Linked DNA regions of Gossypium hirsutum: region 1 is linked to region 2. Evidence: chromatin contacts called from public Hi-C data. All regions are on one chromosome and are shown on one strand. The core of a region is the stretch at or near the end of the contact, and the rest is flanking DNA. Distances in the headings are between cores, read along the strand shown.

Region 1 (6,508 bases), core at 3,000-5,499, 290 kb before region 2:
TAATTGAAATTGAAAGACATATTGTTTGTTATTGGTATTGATTTGAAATAAGTGTATTCATCGATTGAAATTGACAGGGAGTTTACATTGAATGAATTTATTTAATTGATGTGTTATAGTAGGTTCGGTAAGATTTATGTTTAACCCATCAAATTTACTAAGCTTCATTAAGCTTACTTGTGTGGTTTAATGTCTTTGTAGATTTTCGTGAGGTCGGAAGATCGAATCAGCACACCAAGTCACACTATCCAGCTTATTCCGGTAGTTTTTGAAGTGTTCAACATGGTTTATATGGCATGTATAGGGATTGATGTGGATTAGATTAAAGTTGACATATATAGATGTTATGAATGATGTTTTGTTTACATAATCAACCTAGATATATATTTTGGTTCGAAAATGAAGTAAATTGTGATGTGGTTATGATGGATATATGCTTATAGGTATTTAGTTAGTAGTAAACCTTAGTAAATTTTGTTAAATAGACTAAATAGGTAAGTTTGAGTATTTAAGGTATATGTGATGATATATTGTATATAATACATAACTTTGGCTTGTTTTGAATGATTTGTTGTAGAATATTGATGTATTAAAATGTTGTGTTTAGGTAGATACCTAAATGGGCGAGAAATGTGGCCTTAAAATGGTTTATTTTTGTCCACGCGGGCAGAGATACGGGCGTGTGTCTCAGCCATGTGTGACACACGGCCTAGCACATGGGCGTGCGGTTTGGCCGTGTGTCCCCTACATCTTTAAAATTTAGAAACAGAATGCTCAAAATATTCACATGGCCTAGCATGCGGGCGTGTGGCTTGGCCGTGTGACCCCTATACCTTAATATTACAAGTCAGTATGCTTACACGACCTAGCACACGGGCATGTGGCTTTGCCATGTGACCCAAGTTAGATAGTACCCAAGTTTGGACATGGGCTGGGACACGACCGTGTGCCCCTATTCCGAATGCCCACACGGCCTAAGACATGGGCATGTCTCTTGACCGTGTGAGCCACACGGCCTTGTGTCCCCTGCTCCTTTGAAAATTTTTTATATTTTCTGAAAAATTTTCTGAGTTCCCGGTTTAGTCCCGATTTATTTCTAATGCGTATTTTGGGTCTCAAGGGCTCTTATAAGGGACAATATGAGTGATTATGATTAGTTTCTGATATGTATGTTAAATGATATGAAATGTTTGTATTTGATCTGTAAATCCCGGTAATGCTCCATAACCCTGTTTCGGTGACGGATATGGGTCAGGGGTGTTACACTAATCGCAGGTAAACGCACCTCCATCCAAACCCACCCTTAGAGTCAGAATAGTTTACTTTCTCAAATTAGACTCACAAAATGTCAAACTTGTTAAATTCACTTGACATCATTTTTTTTAAGGTATTTTATTTAATACATTAAAAATATTTTTGTTTATTTATTTATTTTATTTTAATAATTTTTTATTGAGTTGAAGTAATAACATCAAATTGATTAAAAAAATTTATTATAATTAGATTATGACACATTCATGATATATGTGAAATTTACGTAATAAATTATTTTTTTTTAAAAAACTTGATATATGCATTGTTTGGTTACTAATGTAATAACATGAGGGAAAATTTTATTTATTGCATACTAGCTTCTAATGTAACATGCGTCACATGTGATTTTACGCATTTAATATTTAATTAATTTTTAAATTTTAAATTTTTAATTACAATAATTAACATAAAAATATTTTTTATTTAAATTATTAATATAATTAAAATAGATTAACTTATCAATTCAAATATTATAATAGAAATTTTTAAAATTATAATTAAAACATTTTTAACATATTCAACATATAATATAAATTTACTTTATGTAATTAATGTAAAGTAGCATTATTCAAAATAATAAGTAATTAACATAATTAACTCTAATATTTAATTAGGTGATAATTAACATACTTAGAATTTGATTGAAGTAATAAATTTATTTTATATCAATAAGATCAACATAACTTTTTTTACTAAAAATTGTAATTAATAAATATAACAACTTTTTTAGCTGTAAATTAAATTATAATTATTTTTAGATGTGTAATTATCACAACTTTTATTAAATTGTAATTACTTTTAAATGTATAACTATCACAACTTCTATTTTACTTCAACCTTTTTAACTAATAATTATTAATTAAATATTATATTTATTTTTAAATGTAAATTTAGTAATATGAGGAAAAATAAAGGATTTTCTCGTTAGCTCAAAAGTTTTTTCGAACTTGCACTTTTATATATATATATATATATATTACAGTTAGGTCAAAATATGTTATATGTCATTGTACTTTTATTTCCAACTGTTAATATTTTTTATTTTTTTAATTAAATTTTTTGTTATGACATTTTTGAAATAAAAAAAAAACTCACTTGATAGCCATGTAATTAAAAAAAATGACATTGTAATTAACTTGAATTAAAAAATATATCAGTGTTAACAGTTGGACTTGAAATTTGAAATCTGAAAAGTAGAGGGATTAAACTCCATGAAATAAAAGTACACGTATTAAATTCCTATTTTTTAAAAAAATATAAGGTCTTGTGGCACATTTTAACCTATAAATTATAAATATATTACAATATTTAGACATAAAATAAAATAGTTAGTACAAAATTAAACTTGAAATTAGAAATGTGAGTAAAAAATCTTGTAAAAAACAAATAAGACATCTTCAAAATAAACGAAAACTTTTTATTTTCTTTGCTAAAATTAAGTCATGGGAGTGGCTAAATATTACCAATTGAATTAATATATTGTTAATACATATATCAAAACATGTGTAAAAAAAATACTCTTATCAAGCGTAGCATAAATATGACTTCAGTTGAAATGATAAAGTTAAAATTAATAAATTAATAATTTTTATATTATTGTATTTTATCAATTGGATTAGTCTTGGGAAAAAAGTTACTATAGAAAAGATATAAATATAAATTATAATTTATAGACTTGTCTATAGGTCGGGCCAAGCCCATTTGAAAAGTGAGAGAGTTTAGGCAAAAGTATAAATTTAAAAAATGGGCTTTGACAAAGAAATAAGACCCGTTTTCTAAACGGGTTGAGCCTGGGATAGTCTTTTTTGGCTAGGGCTCAGCCCAACCCGAATTTGTAAAAAATTATAATTTTTTATTGTTTTGCTACTGTTTTTTCATTGTTTTACTATCATTTTGCTATTAGATTATTACTTTTTTTGTTGTTATTATTTAGATATTATATAAATCTTATTTTATTATTATTTTTAGCATATTTAGTGTATTATTTTTTATATAAAAAATTTTAATATGACGGGCTAAACTTGAGTCTAAAAAACGAATTTAAATTTTTTTTACTTGGGCTGACCTGACCACTTATACGTATCAATATCCGGTATCTATAAATAGGGGAACAAGTTGGGCCTTTTTTTCCAAGCCCGGGCTGTTGAAATCTTTAATCCGTAGTCCGTACAATAGTGATGAGCCCAATTTAGTAGTTGATTCCATTGAACCAAGATATTTTTGTATTTTGGATGATGACATTGACAGATTCCATTTACATGTGGTCAGCCCTTACCAAAGCACTTTTCGCCCTTGAACTATAAACTTACCACGTGTTCTCTTTCTTCTTTAACCCTCAATTTTCTAGATTCCAAAAGTTCCTCCTTATTTATTTATGATTACATCAAATCATCACAAGATTCTTGGATTAAACAACCCTTTAGTCGGTGTTTTTAAGAATAAAGTTAATTTTAATTTTAATAAAAATTATTACTTAGCTTTTATTTAATTAATATTATCGAAAAGTGACAATTTTTTATTACAGATTGAACATGTGATAACTGAGGTTATCACAAGATTCTTGTTGCATTAGACAATCCTTTACTCAACTCAAATATTGTTGGTGTTTGTTTTAATTATAATTGAAATATTAAAATGGTTGGGCCTTATTTTACAAATAAAAAATAAAAAAATAAAAACAAAAAGAGAGAAAAGAGGGTATGTCCGTTGCTTAATTTTGCCGCGGTCAGTGAATTCATTTGCTGACCCCACGCACCCCACTTTTCATAATTTTGCCGTTTTGCCCAAGGCAAAAGGCAATGAAGGAAGTTTCAAACTATGCATTAAGAAACAAAAAGGTAGAAATCCCGTGAAAACGATGTCGTGTGAGCCCACGAAACAAAAACATTTCCAAACACTTTGGAACCCTCTCCCAACATAAATATATTCCAAACTACCCCCATTCCAAACTGAACCCTACATCCCCAATCAAGGTCAAACCCGACATTTCACTAAATCCCCAGCAACGAATAGCAAGCCTTTTGAAATTTTTGCGGAGAGAAGTGGAGGCGAAGATAATAACTTGGGGAACAGGTTTTTTGCGAGTTCCAGAAGATCACAGAAGCAGATTTATATTTTCTTTTTCTTTTTCTATATAAATAGAAACAGAAAATTTAAAGTAAATGATAAAGAAATCCCCGTTTTATGTCTTCACTTCGCGCGCTCTAATCTGATCTCTCCTATTCCTTCTCGTCGCGCCACCGAATCCTCCGCCGCTTGCGCCTAGGGTTTCTTCTTGAAGGATTATTTTTTTCTTAGCATCCTAGTAGGTAATAAAGCTCTCTTTTCTTTTCCTTTTTCGCTTTTCTTTAATGATTTCTTTTATTTGTTTTGAGGTTTTCGTTAATTTTAATCTTTTTTTCCAGTTTTTGAATTTGCTGGTGTACCTATGTTATATTAGGGATCCATTGCGGTTTTTCTCGTTCATTTGTTTTAACTTTTCTCTGCTTCCAAACGGAGCCTTCGCAAAGTAATCGAGTTTTGCATCGTTAACGTAGATATCCCTTTTTAATTCATCAAATAGTCAAAGTAGATGATTAGAAGATATCCTTTTTCTTCTTTTCGTTATGTTTGGTTGCTGTTAAATTAGGTGGAATTCTCATGTGTCTGGTAGCTTTGTTTTGGTTTCAATTTTTCAATTAGTTATACTTATATGGGGGCTTTAATTTATCTACACAATTTCATATTTAATTTAGCTATATGCTTTCTTATTCAAAATCAGCATATAGGTTTTGGTTTTACTTAAAAAGGGAAAAAAAAAATCTTTTTGTAGCAGTATAGCTGAAGTGCTGAATAAATGTGTGTATATGAATTTAAGATTGTTTGGTCTGTTTTACTCTTCTTCTTTTTTCTTTTTTTTTCCTGTTTTTTCCTTTAACAATTATCCTGGTTGATTTGAGTGATTGGCAGAGGGATCACACTAATTTTGGCTCACGTAGTATGGATTTAGGGTTTGGATGGTTGTACTTAGCTCCCAGTTCCAATTAGGGACAGGCGTAAAATATGGAGGTTTCTAGCTGGGTTGATAGAACAAAAAGTTAGCAAGCACAAGTTTAATTGAGTGAATCTTCTCCATTTCATTGAAATTAGAATGTTATCACTTGTAGCAACAATGAGATTTTCTTCTTCCCTTCTGTTTCCTAAGAAAATGATTAGATACAGGTTTGTTGACTTTATCTTCTTTTTTTATTATTATTATGCAGAGCCATGCCGACTTTTACTGCTATAGCTTTGGATAGGCTAATAGAACCTGGAGCTTCGAAATCTGTTGACAAATCTGGTCCTAATATGAAACCACCGATTCCCAAGCCAAAGCTTATACCCAATTCAAAGCTGGAGAGGATGAATAATACATCAGTAACTGAAAGGAAGATCAATCATCCCCAAATAGCGTCACCTGCCCTCTATGCTACTCCTGAGGCAACTCCACTACCTGATTCACCATCTTCTTTTCCCCCTTCACCTTACATCATCAATCACAAGCGTCGTGGGCCTCGCCTTCTGAAGAGCTTTTCTGAAAACAATGTATCATCTCAGAAGAAAACCATTGAAGAAAGTGAGGTTAATGGGAAGGCGAAGCTGACAGAAACCAAGTCTGTTGATCTATCTAAGGATGGTTCTTTTAATTTTAGCATTCATGAACCTGATGAAGAGGAGCACGGGAATGGTGTCAATAATGGTCCTATTAAAGTAGAACAGGCAAATGGTGTCCATTCTGGCTCCATTCAAGATGAACGCAGGAATGGTGTCCATGATGTTGAATTTGGGAGCAGTAATGAGAAAGTTGGAAAGAGCCAAATGAATAATGGTATGCCCAGTGATATTGCCGAGGTAAAGCTTCATTCGTTGAACTTGGACAGATATGATGAAAGTGAAGATTTCTTTGATCCAAAGGAATCAATGAGTGCCACAACTAATACCGATGGAGATGATGATATTGGGGCAGAAAGTGCTGCAAGGCTTGCTACATCAGGGGTAGAGTTTTTTGATGCTTGGGACGGTATGTTGAGTTTTGTTTTCATCTGAATGTGATTACATATAACTGCATATATTTAAATATAGATGCTTGGTTTTTTTTTGCTAGAAATTAATTTTTTTGCATGGTTGCGCTTAATTTTTTAAATATAGGCTGTGATATTATGATTGTGCTAGCCTT
Region 2 (6,674 bases), core at 2,089-4,588:
AATATAAACAACCAAAAAAAATTCATTTCTTTGATGAGAAGAAAAACAAAATAAGATTTAAGTTTAGACACAAGATAGGCAAATTCTTCGATTGAAGAAAAATAAAATAAAATAATGTTATTTTTCCAAGAGTGTAATGTAGTTATAACATGTCATTAACGCGGGCGTCATATTAATAACGTTATTTAAATGAAGTACTACATTAAATTATTTATGAAGTAGTTGAATTTTAACACTACGTGGACTTAATCTCTATCTTTACTTAAACATACAACTAAAGTAATACTTTTCTGTACTTAATTTATTAACAAAAACTATTCATTCTTAGCTTATGTGCTACAATTAGGTTTTTTTACCTTTTAGACGAAACCAATTTTAAATAATAATAATACTTAGCTTATGTGTCACGAATTTTCTTTTACCTACCTCTCATTTATCAGGGTTATTTGAGAAATTAGTTTTTTTTTAATTTATCGATTTATACTATTTTTTTAGAAAAAAGAAAAACGCGTCTTATCTATTGTGTCAATGAAAACACGTCTTATAAGGTGCGCTTTCAGTCACATCTACTGAAAACGTGCCCTACAAGATGCGTTTTCACTAAAAATTGATAATTTAGCTTTTTTGGTCAATTAGTTAAATGTTAGTGTTTTTGTCCTTCAGTTTCAAGTTTAATTTCTCTCCCTCCCATTTTTATTTTTATTTCATGTTGTTTTAAACTCTCTTTTTTTTAAATTAATATTTTTGACACATTGGCTTTTTTGGTTAAATGGTTAGATAATTGTGATTTCATTCTTAAATCCTAAGTTCAATTCCTCCCAGAAGAAGAATCGAACCCGTGGCTCAACGACAAAAGCACTAATATTTAACCATATCTCTATTGCAAATTCCATCAACTCCTTTGTGAACTTGTTAAAAAAAATTCAATTTTCTTAAATTCTACAAAATTAATAGCATTAAGAATAAATTTTAACATTTTGGAATAGGTAAAATTTTTATCCTGCATAGATATATAGTCTATATTAACTATTTTAGAACTTTTGTGGTTTCCTTGGATGAAAAAACATTGGATTGAAAGTGTCTTTTCTTTTCCTTTATGAGGTGGTGGGCTGGTGGCTAAGGTTGATTTTCTTTAGCTTTTAATTATAAAACTTTTGACATTGAAACCAGAAAGAAAACTGATAATTTGTCAACTTTGACTTTGTAATTTTAGGTATTGGTTTGTAAATTTTATAATTTAATGTATTTAGAAATTAAAAAAAAGAGTGGTAAAATTTTACAAACAACTTGCAAGCATGAAATTATTCTTGATCGGATAATATAGTGGCGTAGCACAGTTCATTTGTACCATATAATATTTATTTGTTTTGTGGTGGTGGTGGGGTTCCACGGTAGATAACCACTGATGAATAATAATCAAGCTTTTTTAAGAGAAATAATGACATTGACAAACTCAGTCTTCTCTTTGGACATGCGATCAGCAACAATTTCTCTGTACCTTCGAAACACTTCATCGATGATTGCTTCACCAAAGTGGCTGAAAAGCAGTGGTTCAGCCACAGCTCTCATGCACTTGGCGACGTTGTACCCACCATCTTTAAATGCATCAGATAAGTCAGTTTCGTTTTGATAAGCATTCCAATTCACTTCAGTTACTTCCAGTCGATCGATGCTGAACGACCCTTCCTTCTCAACCTCATATTTAACCTCTGCTGGCGATGGTGTGTATTGTGGGATGTTGAAGCTGTTCAGTTTCTCTTCTTCTATCACTCCCTGCATTTATTTCATGTTTTCTTTATTATCTAATTAATATCTAGTTTATCAACTTTATATATATATATATATATGCAGCAAAATATACTTTAGGAAATTAACTCCCTAGTTTACTAGTTTATTGGCCAGACACTATCAGATTTCCACTTCCGGAAAATGATAAGATACATAGGTAGGTGGGGTGGCTCATATATATAGATAATATCAACTAGTGTCCAATTGATAACTATCCCTGATGGAATAACCTAAATATGATTGATTCATATAGTTATCTTTAAAAGATTGTATATCCTATCCTGCAAATGTACGGTTCAATTCCCAGCAACGGTGAGTAGAATTATTCATTCTATACCTCAAGGACCATATCATTGAGAGCCATGGCCAAAAGCTCCCAAATGTAACAACACTCTTTGCTTGAAGGATCATCACTTCTTCTCCCTAAAAATGTCAAAACCATACGCCCTCCATCCACCAGTTCCTCTGATCTACACTTCAAAAACAAGGAAAAATCCTGTTGGAATTGCTCATAGTATGCCTTAAGCACGTTTGGTGGACTTGTGCTAGCCATGTAAATGTTCCCTTTATTATTTTCCAGCCCTCGAGGAACCTGGATCAAATCAAAATAGTCCACTCATAAATTACAAGCTATTTTTCATTCTAAAATGATTACAGATATATTATATTATACTGTACTTCATTAATATATAAACTAAACCTGAGAGAGCCATTGCAGACTATAGGAAGAGTGTACAAAATGAAGGCTGTTTTTCCTGAAAAGCCTTCCGTAGAAAGAACCAGGTACTCCAGTGAAAAAACATGGTCCAATGCCGGGTCCAAGTTGCTCCCTCAGTTTGTTCTGGAAGATAGACAAGGACCTGAAAATGGTGTTGAAGTCATTCCCAGGAAGATCATTCAAAAACACTTGATACTCGGGGGATTTTTGGCAGATCTTTTGGCGAACACTATTCACCGCTTTGATAAGTTCAGATACCACAAAGAAAGTGTTGGGTCCGGAAGAACAACCCAAATCTGCGATGGCTATTTCTTCCGGATAAGTGCTGCAATAGAGCTTAGTTATGGCGTCCTCCGTGATTGGCTTTGTCATGGTTATCACCTTTTGCTGTCCCAATTTCAACATTGAAAAATATCTCAGTACATACAATAAAAGTTATCGACAGATACGTATATGACATATTATTGTACATTGATACCTGAACAAAAGAATTGTTTGCATAGCTGGTTTCTCCAACTCCTCCATTCATATGAAGAACTTGAACTACTTCCATCTCGATGGATATTTTATCTCACTCTTGTCACTATTTATCAAAGCTGAATATGGTTACTTTGTGTGATCGAGATACTTTGCACGGACCCCCTATTTATAGACGTTTCGATCAGCGGGTAGTTAGGCTAGCATTATATCTTGTATTTATTTTCACACGTACATAGTATTTCCTTCCCTTTCAACATTTTCTGCTTTGGGATAAAATAACAGTATAATCAATTACTTGTAATTTTTTTTTTCAGTTTTTGTTCTTAAAAAGTTATATGAAACTAAAAATCATACAACTGGAGAAAAGTGTCGGTATATCACTCCATAAATCAACTATCATTTAGAGACACCACATATGTGATATCACTACCGACACTTTTTCTCGACTTTGAAAATAATTAAATAAAGTGAAATTTGATTTTATTTAAAATGTTTAAAAATTAATTATAAAAATATAGAATAAAATTAAAAAAGAAGTATAAAAAGTTGAAGTGGGAGTTATTCATAGGATGCCGCAAATTTTCCAATCTTATCGGCAACAACCACGTCTTTGTCCGCAACCATTAGTCTTTTTCTTCTTGTTATATACATAGATACCTTTTCATTAATATTATGACTATTATTGACACATGAGATATTTATGTAATTTATAAAATATTTATATAAAAAATAATTGGAATTTTAGTTGAAATGATAAAATGTTTCCTGTCATATAAATATTATTTTAAATTTTATATAAATATATAAAAATATAAAAATGCATTCATCCTTGTTACTTTATAAAAAGAATGATTTTTTTTTTATAATTTTTAACTGAGTTGAGATTGATACCAATTCCATCAAACACTTTAAAATTAGTATAGATTTTTATAAATTATATTATTAGAAAGTCATACAAGAAATCCAATTTACATCTACCTCATGCATGCTCTGCCAAAAACGTTTTCCTCGAAATTTATGATTTTTTTGGCATAATACTAAATTTAGCCCTAAATGTTTACTCTTTTTATCAATTTTGCTTTTATTCTTTTTTAAGTTAAATTTGGCCTTCAATCTTTTAAAATAGTCGAATTTTACGATCAACTTTTCAAAAAAAGTAGAATTGTTATTTTTAACAGAAATCCTAACTAAAACATTAAATTTTTAAAAATGGTGTCCCATATGACATGTACGTCATGCTAATTTTCTTGAATTTTTTTTATATTTTATATTCTTTGAATATTTTATAATTTTTAAATTATTTGTTAAAGATAAATAGTATTATGTTAGCATGAAGTGCACATGGACTGCCACACCAACATCGATAAGAATTCAATGTTTTAGTCAATATTTCCTTTTTTTTTAAAAAAACAATTTGACTCTTTAAAAGGTTAATGATCAAATTTAACTAAAAAATTAAGTAAAGGCTAAATTAATAAAAATATAAACATTAAGGGCTAAATTTAATATTTTACTTTATTTTTTCAATAATATATTGGTCTTTTTAATCACTCTTTTTCCTTCTTCTTCTTTTTTCTTGAAAGCTCAATTTGAATTTTTTTTTAAACAAAAAGATCTATAAGCAACCAAATAAATTAATCAAACAACATAAGAAAATTCTTCTATTGAAGAAAAATAGAAAATTTTTACAAATCTATTTATGTAGATGTTCATAACTCCAACCCTCATTAATTTATGAGATAAAATTTTAATGTTCTTTAAATGCAAAGCTTGATTTATTTGTATTTCATTCAAGGTGCTTATAAATAAAACTTTTTTTGTAAGTGAAAAAAATTATATGAAAAATCTCGGGTTTTATGTCTGGTATTTATTCTAATTATTTGAATAATTTAAGTTATTTGAATTGTAAAATTCAACTTGACTCGAATAACTCAAATTGATTAACTTAAAATTTATTTTTTTTCAATTTTTTTAAATTGAATCAAGTTTTTCTCACCTCTAATTTGAATAATGCCAAATTTTACCAAACTTGGATTTGCGACCCTTTATACATCGGACAAGAACTATTCTTCATAGTGATGGATACTGAAATCCACTTAAATGTTAAAGGTTTTAAGAAAATTATTATGCTAGGCAATGAGGAATCTAACTGAGACATGATTTTTATTTGTTGTCGTCTCCATGAATGATTAGAAGCAAAATATTAACCATAAAAAGGCCACTTGAATTATGGAATAATACAAAAGAAATATATGACCATTAGAAAACGATAATCTTACCTAAAGCTCGTTATGATTGGATGCATCTAAAGTTGCAAGATTTTTAAATTGTGAGTGAGTATAACTTTGTAATATTTAAGATAACTTCTCAATTAAAATTATGTGGAAAAAAAATAATCGATGATGACTTTTTTTTTAGCAAAATTGATGAGGACTTATTAGAGAACAAAATGTGATATTGAAGTTCAACAAATTCATTCAGGTAATAATTTAGCAGATTTGTTTATCAACATTACGAACTTCAACATATGAAAGGCTAGCATAAAAAATTGGAATACATTGACCCAAAGATGTTAAGTGGCATTGTCATTTGCGGAAGTTCAATACATATAAGGTTTTGTCTCATTAGTTTTTCCCAGTAAAATTTTTTTTAACAAAACAACTTATAGTAGAAGATTGTGTAATCTTTTTCTTTCATTAGATTTTTTATCTCATAGAATTTTTTCTAATAAAAATTTTTGTTTTGAACATTTTTCTTTAATAAACATCCAAAGGGGAAGTGTTAGAACTTTATTAATGCGAATGTCCATAACTCCAACCCAGTTAATTTATGAGATAAAACCCCATCAAATTATGAGATTAAACATATCTAGGGATTGAACTTGTTTAATGAATTTATAAACAAAGTCTTCGCCACTACACCAATGATTATTTTTGAGTAAATTTAAAAATATATATATAAAATATGTTTCTCACTAAATTTGTGTATATAGATAATACCAATGATTGTGTTGGTGTCATTTGGAAACTCAATATTTAATTTCTAAAAAAAATATTTTTAATATTGAATTTTTTTACTAACTTGATAACTTTTTGACATGCTATAAGAAAATGGTAATATCGTGATAAACAATTAGAGCACATTTAATATTATTAATATAATATATTTATCTATTTCAATTTTCTTTTACCACAAATTAAATTATTTTTTATTTTAATTTTGTACATATTGCATACGTGTTGTTATTATTATTAATTTCAAACTTTACATTTTATTATTTATTATATATTATTTTTAAACATACATATTATATTTTAAATATATAACTTTTACATACATACACGTATAATAAGATTTTTAATAATTTATTAAATTTTTATCTTTACTCAGAGGATTTAACCAAAGACGGTAACATGTCATAAAACGCATACGTCACATTGATTAGGTTACTTAAATGACGTATGCTTTGCATACGTAAGTATATAAGTGTTAAAAGAATATATATTGAAAAATTAAAATTATAAAATTATATTATTTAAAATTAAATATGGGTTAAATTATTTGATACAGGATAATATAATCTTAAATAAAATAAATAATTAAATTTATTTTCTAATAAGTATTAATGTTTATAATTAGATGGTTATTAATTAAATAGTTGAAAAAAGTTGAATTCAGTTAATAATTA

What was found. A called contact is a pair of places that touch in the nucleus more often than the background predicts.
Region 1: a contact with region 2 is called in a Hi-C map of leaf, with 1.6 times the contacts expected there. The contact joins the promoter of LOC107890490 here to the promoter of LOC107954541 in region 2. A contact is called at or near these places in 3 of 34 Hi-C or Micro-C datasets (callus and leaf).

The regions. Positions count from the first base shown.
Region 1 is chrA12:15,089,308-15,095,815 of Gossypium_hirsutum_v2.1, reverse strand. LOC107890490 reads left to right here and starts at 4,249. Exons shown (of 4, transcript XM_016814945.2): 1 at 4,249-4,622; 2 at 5,556-6,352. The coding sequence starts at 5,560.
Region 2 is chrA12:14,797,510-14,804,183 of Gossypium_hirsutum_v2.1, reverse strand. It overlaps LOC107954541 (S-adenosyl-L-methionine:benzoic acid/salicylic acid carboxyl methyltransferase 2), which reads right to left and starts at 3,338. Exons shown (of 4, transcript XM_041084000.1): 1 at 2,985-3,338; 2 at 2,489-2,893; 3 at 2,126-2,380; 4 at 1,275-1,773. The coding sequence starts at 3,059. The coding sequence ends at 1,417.